2 separate regions of the Anas platyrhynchos genome follow, and region 1 is linked to region 2. A link is a contact called in public Hi-C data. All regions are on one chromosome and are shown on one strand. The core of a region is the stretch at or near the end of the contact, and the rest is flanking DNA. Distances in the headings are between cores, read along the strand shown.

Region 1 (3,311 bases), core at 481-2,980, 140 kb before region 2:
TGTCAAAGCAAGAGGGAAAACTGGACTATTTCTGTGGAAGAATTCAGGCTTGGTTATACAAAATTTATTACAGCTCAAGAGAAAAATATTTTTTCAGAAATTTAATTTTTTAAGAAATTGCATGAAAGCTCAGTATGAATGTAACTTATTTGGGTGATACACAAAATGCTGTGATCTGTTGTAAGGCCTATTATAAAATAAAACAGTCAACCCTATGTATTCTATTGTCATATTTTTAATTGAAATCTCAATAACCAATGTGATTGTCTGTTCATAAATCAAAAGAATTATTCATAGGAACCTCAACTGTGTGAGGATGAACAGACACCATGTTATTGTGCCAAATTATTTAAAGCTAGTATTGCTAGTTCAAACTCAGATTTGACTGCCGTGGCTTAACCAAACTGAAATTGGTGGAGGTTGGTTGGTAAAGCATTGTATTGTGCAGGAATTAGCATACTACAGGATTTCCCATGTTAAAGGCATGCGGTGTGAGAGCTCCAACTTTCCCATTTATAGTATAGGAGTGGAGAAACTTGCTTCTATTTGTTAATCAAATTGAACTAGAAAATGAATGTAAGGCCTGGAATATGGTCTCTCAGCAAGACAACTGTAAGAAAACATCTTCTCCTGTGCAGACACCTTACTGAGTGATCCCAAGCTCCTTCCAGACACCACTAACAGGTCTGAAGCACACTTGTAGCAGCAGCAGCAAGGCTGGAATGTGTCGGCCTTTGTCCTCTGAGGCATTTATTTGGTCCTCTGATCAAGCATCTTTGGAGGGCATGTTCATCACCATGTCTTTCCTGGAGCCCTGTGTTGCGATTCTGTTAAAAAAAAAAAAAAATAGAGAACTGCCTTTGAAATGTGAATTGTACAAAGTAATTTTTAATGTTTGGTATTTTGAAAGCTTGGTTTCAGGATATTTGTGAACGACATATGCTTTGAAATGCGTTAATGAGGAACAGATTACATTGTGCATTGGTTTAACTAGACATGGCTTGTATCTTACAGATTCTCACTTCCTGTATGCCAAGTTCTGGCTTCAAGGAAGCTGTCACAAGGCAAATCTCTCTGCTGGGTGAGTGGGACAGCTTGCTGGTGTACTCATCTGCTGCTATCTGGCAGCACTCTGCTTGCTGTGGTACCTGCAAGATGCTCTTCTTCATAGCATGCACAGCAGCAAGATGAGTGGAGTCAAAATGCCACCTCAGTCCTATCAAAGTTTCAAGGTGCCTTATATTACAACAAGTGCCATTAAAATCAAGCGAATGCTCCTGTAAGTCGATCCAGTCAAGCTGGATCCTTCTGTCTTTATCAGTCTCAGTCTGAAGATTGACATAAAATGTGACATCCTTTTAAAAGTTAGGGTAGTGGCAACACTTTCTAGGGACACAAAGCAGCAGTGATGTGTGTGCATACCTGTGTGTGTAATGCTGCCTGCCCCACATGAGTGATGTTTAACGATAAACCATGGACTGTAGCCTGCCCTGTGCCCCATGGCGGCATGAGGCAACCCTAGGTCCCCACACAGCGACCCCAGGACGCCTTTGCACCGGGGGCTCATCCATGATTTTTTTGACTAAAAAGAACGGGAGGTAAAAGGTCAAAGGCCTTTTTTTTTAGGTCAAAGTGGAAGGCGCAAAACACCTCAGCGCTGACGGAAAGCAAAAGCGGCACAGCCCGCTACAGAACATCGCCCCTAGGGCAGCCACAAGATGGCGCCGGGCAGCCGCTGGCGGGGCGCGGCCCGCCCGTCCCCGCCCATCCCCGCTCCTATGGCAACGGAGCCGCGCGGCTCGCAGCTGGCCGGGCACGGTGGCCATGAGGGCGGCGAACGGCCCGCAGCCGGCGGGGGAAGCCGAGGAGACGGGCAGCGATGGCCGCGGCGCGGCGGCGAGCGGCCCGCAGCCGGCGGGGGAAGCCGAGGAGACGGGCAGCGATAGCCGCGGCGAGGCGGCGAGAGGCGGGCAGCCCTGTGAGCGCGGCGGCCCCCGGCTCGCCTCACTGCCCCTTGTCCGCCTCAGGGTCCCCTCCCCGGCTCTCTGGGCACCACGGGGGTGGGCTCCGGCTTCTTCCTCAGGGGTCCTGCCCCGTCATGGGTCCCCAGAAAGCTTTGGAGGGTGGAGATGGGGAAGGAAAGCGTCGCATCCCTCCCCAGGCCGCCTCCGTGGTGGCCTCATGCAGGGCTGCACTGCTGTGCGCTGCCTTTTTTTAGGGGTGACATGTTGTGAGGCGTCCCCTTCAGCAAGGACATCTCGGGGGCTTCCTTCATGTCCCCCTGGAAGCACTCTGCTCCAGCTGGGGCTGCTCATGGAGGGACCCCATTGTCCCTTCTCCCAGGTGCCTGGCTCGCTGCCATGGATTTCAGCTCCCTCTGAATCCTGCAGTGCTCCCCTTTAGGTACCCGCTGTGGTACTGCTGTGAGGAATCCCTTGTGGGTCCGGGCATGTCTGAACCCTATCACGTCTGTAAATTGGTCGTAAGGTGTGTGAAAGATAAAAGTAGAACGGGACAGGATAAAATTACATTCAGCAAAGCATATTGAGATTGGGGTGGGAGACGTGGGTAAAATCACAGAATCACGGAATTTCTAGGTTGGAAGAGACCTCAAGATCATTGAGTCCAACCTCTGGCCTAACACTAAATAACTGGTTCTTTTGTAATGTGTTTTGCTAACAGGGAAGAAATTTGTGTATGTTGAGCCATCTAGGAGAGTTAAAGAAATCCTTCAAGAAGAGCTTTATTTTCAGAAAGAAGAATACAGCATTAAACATCCAGCTGCAGGTCATCTTCCTTACGAGCAAATGAAAAGTGTTTGTCAGGGCAAATGGAACAAAAGATGTTTTGAGAACTGCAGCAAAATTACTGATTATAACAAAAAAAACCACCAAAAAAACAACCAACCAACCGAGCAACAACAACAAAAACAGCCTAGAACATTCATGGAATGATCTGGGGAACATTCAGAAACAGAAGAATTGCATATAGTCTCTACTATTTTTTAGCCTGAAATTATTGGGAACATAATTGTTGAGAACATGTAATTCCATATGATCTATCAGTTTAATAAAACAGAAGCAAATACCAAGTGCTAGAGAGGTTTATTACATCTTTCTTTGAAAGAGGTGCTGTAGTTATTAGAATACTTCATCCAGTTCTGAAGTTGGTGTTGAAAAGAAGTTGAGGTAAGAATGAATAAGGTTAGATCAAGGACAGGAAAACAGTGAAGGCAAGTAGAAAATCAGTCTGTTCGGGCAGTTTGAAGGTTATGGAACTACTTGACTATAGTAGGCAAATGAAGAAATGAA
Region 2 (3,638 bases), core at 221-2,720:
ACTATTAATAAAAGAAACAGAAAGGATGATAATAGGACTTTTAAATGATTACATTTTACTTTTGCACCTAGTAAATTATTAGAAACTACTAAGAACACAGTGCCAACAGAAGCTGTCAGATCTTTCCGAGAGACAGCAGTTGTAGAAAACATCCAGGAATCTTATTTCAAAGATCCATTTTCCCTTTCTGCTGCAAGCGACACCGCACAGCCCCTGGGCACGTTGTTGGTTGCTCCGCCGCTCTGCTGGCGAACAGAACCCTGCTTTTAGACCTGCAGAGACAGCACAACTACAAGTAGGAACAAACTGCGTTATCTTTGTCATTAAAGATCAACGGATTAGAGGCTGAAAACAAATGGGGAACGGATCTGTTGAGTAAGACATCAGTCACCTCACAAAGACGATGTGGCGCACGCGGTGGCTTATTGCTGGAATTCCATCATTCCAGATTTAGGAAGTAGGCTCATTCTGAAGATGAGTCTTGAAGACTTTTGTATCATTTAGCTCTACTAAAACCTCCCCGGGAAGGTATGCAGAAAGTACGAAATAGGTTGGTTATTCAATTCTGTATCTCAGGCACGGAGGAAACCCGAGGTGTAACTCACGGGGCTGTAAAGCTGACATTTACACTCAGGCTAATTTATACACTCTGGCCAGAGCTGTAAAACCCCTCATCTCCAGCCAAAAAAAGGTTTTCGTTACATTTCAGAATTTTCCACATCAATCTTCCACTGCCCACTCCTCCAGGCAACGGAGCATGGCTTGTATCAAACCCAACAGAGCAGACACAAGCTTCCCAGCTGTCTGAGCCTCACACCTCTGGGGCACGACACAGCACAGCTGTTTGCAAAATAAACGGTTCGGCTTCCTCCAAAGCCTGCACCGTTCTCCTACATGGTGGAACAAAGGCAGATTAGGTTAAAACACTCTGGGTACAACAAACCTACAACGGGAGAAAAGCCTAAGGGGGAGAATAGCCTCTCTCTGTTTACTCCACCCTTTTAAAAATAACATTTCTTTGTCTGCCTTTCCGTTCTTCGAGATGAGGCATACAATTCTTTTCCTAAACTCTTACAGGAAAAAAAAAACACCACGCTGCAGGTTATTCCATCACTACATGCAGCAGCGCTTTACCAACTGCTTGCAGGGATGACTCAGAAACCAGCCACGTTGGTGGGAAGCAGCTCCTTCCTCTGCTGCCCCCGTGGTAGTGGCAGAGGTAAGAGAAGAGGAATATTGTGGTGTGGGGAATAAAACTGGACTGGCAGAGGGAGCCCCGTGCCCCAAGGAAGCAGACAGAGCCGATGCTGTGTGAAGTGTGAGTCACAGTAAGCCTCCACTGCACGCCTGAACTCATCATGGGGGGGCGGGGGAAACCAGAAAAAGCTGCATTAACCTGGACTGAACAATCATTCCTTATCTTGCTGCAAGAATAACTGTCCCTTGGCATACTTGTTTCTGACCGCAAAGGAAAGAAAAACAGTATTGTTACCATGGTTATATTTCTTCTAGTATAGCTGCTACCCTTCGCACAGAGCAAGATTACTTTTGCAGAAAAGTGCTGAAATTCCTGAAATGACTCCATTGTATTAAAATAAGTTACCCTGCTCAGTTTTCGCAGAAACGGAGTTGTTGCAGAAAATCTGAAATATTCCTGTATCACTGAAGGTTAAAAAAATCACAAAACCTTATTTAAGTGATATTTTTTGAATGACAAACTATGCCAGCAGGGTCCTTTAGCAGCATAGAGCAAAACTTAACAGTGCAGAGATCAACCCCAGTAACATAATCCCACCCAGATCACTAACTCTGTGCAATACAGTGTTTCAAATAATTGTTTGAAACTCCAAAAAATAAACATACAGAGTAATTGCAGTGCCTATATGCAGATTTGTTGTCATTCTCCCCACAAGTGATAAGATGTTATCATTAGTTTTTGACAAGGGTAAGCACTGCCAGCATGTCTCACAAACATTTAATGAAGAAATATACTCCAACATCTGCTTCTTCATTGAAATCCTTCCTTAATCACCAATTTGGCGCTCCAGTTTTAGTTATATACTTAAAATTTAAGTGAAAGGGTTAAAATCAAGACTCATTTAATGTAATAATTGAGAGAAGCTGAGGCTACAACACAGGACAGAGCTGAGATCTCCTTTAGCCATTAAAGAAATACATCCAGTTACAGAGAAGCACTGGGTGAAAAGAAACTGTAATAGAGCCAGCCAGAAACTTTAAGTCTGTGCTCAGATAAGCATAAAATGACTGGATGCTAAAATAGCTTTGCTGGAACTGTGCTTGTACATTCAGCAGCTCGCTGGTTTGAGGTTTGCTTTTAATTATTGCAATTTACCTTTTAAGGAAGTTTTGAAAATTGGAAATTAGGAATGCTGTAACGCTGAATTTGGAATACTGAAACGTGGTCCCACGAAAGCTATCTGTGGATGGTTAGCACAGGCAGCAGTTCCTGTGTTTGTACAGTTTTAGACAGATCCAGGATTATTCCATGGAAATGGCTCCCAAAACTAAGATCTGCTGGTCAGTTCAGTCTCTACTAGAAACGAGCTAGGTTTAAATTGGTTAAAGAGGTTCATATTGCAGAGGGCAGGAGAAAAGTCAGAACAACTTCTGTCCCCAATCAGCTTTTTAAGAAGTTTATAGTAATTGTTTTGTTTCTAAAAGTTAAAGGGAATGAAAGCATTTTGAGATTATTAATAGGCTTTGACAGCAATCTTTTATTTTGTTAAAAAACTATTTCCTTCACAGATTAAAGGAAATACCAGCATTAAGGAAGTTAGGACCTCTTCACACTAACATTTACCAAAATCAGAGGTTTTTTGTGGAGATTGGCATTACCACATGAGGGAAGTTAACACAGAACATGATGAACCGAAAAATAGCACGTTCCTATTTCCCATTTTTTTAACTGCCTGACCAGAAACACACTTTAAAAGGAACAGTCCTCCTCCCATGGCAACTTCAATACTGAGCACCAAAGTGACCAGTGAAACAGGTAACAGAAATACAGCATTTACTTTAAATAAAGTCTCAGAAATAACTGCAGTAACATTGCTGGATAGTGTAACTGAAGTACAAGGAAAAGATCCACATATAGCACAATTTTGGGATCGAGTGCTACATTTTAGCTATGTCATCTTTTCCAAGAAGATGCACGGGCACATTAATCTGCCTGTTATAACACTGAACAGATGTGAGAACAATGTGCAGCAGAGTGAAGAGGCATTCCCTGCTGTTTCCCTTTTGCCTTGCCACCAGTTTACCCAACCCGTCCACTGGGGACAACGCTGCTCCAGCAGATAAACCAACTGTTTACCTGGCTTAGGGTTAACGGCAGCTACAACTAACAGCTTATATGAGATGTTATCCTGAAATCGGCTACACGACTAATATAAAGTTACTTACAAAATTAGGTTTAAATTACAGTTTGCAACACGTGATAATACAAAATCCACATATATCCTATGAAAGGGGATTTATATTAAATGATTATGAAATGCTTTGTTAATAACGCCTTATTTTAAGGACACAGGAAACAGCATTACCTAGACAGATTGCACCCCTGAAGACAACATAGGAAACCTTTCCTAAATAAACCCTTACTACCAGAAATTCTTTCC

The links. A called contact is a pair of places that touch in the nucleus more often than the background predicts.
Region 1: a contact with region 2 is called in a Hi-C map of subcutaneous adipose tissue, with 4 times the contacts expected there. The contact joins the promoter of C1H11orf97 here to the enhancer-like site in region 2. A contact is called at or near these places in 4 of 8 Hi-C or Micro-C datasets (F1 follicle, liver, skeletal muscle and 1 more).

What each region holds. Positions count from the first base shown.
Region 1 is chr1:196,004,954-196,008,264 of IASCAAS_PekinDuck_T2T, reverse strand. C1H11orf97 (chromosome 1 C11orf97 homolog) reads left to right here and starts at 1,730. Exons shown (of 4, transcript XM_072032776.1): 1 at 1,730-2,060; 2 at 2,683-2,787. The coding sequence starts at 1,880. It overlaps ANKRD49 (ankyrin repeat domain 49), which reads left to right. Exons shown (of 3, transcript XM_072032775.1): 3 at 1-215.
Region 2 is chr1:195,860,638-195,864,275 of IASCAAS_PekinDuck_T2T, reverse strand. The region is part of intron 6 of CWC15 (CWC15 spliceosome associated protein homolog); the gene reads right to left. Among named protein-coding and RNA genes, the nearest start is that of CWC15, 10 kb to the right of the region's middle. Within about 2 kb of position 1,470, at least 6 of the 8 cell types and tissues checked have an H3K27ac peak or open chromatin away from gene starts, as enhancers often do. A contact at or near this core is called in F1 follicle and subcutaneous adipose tissue, where this site is marked.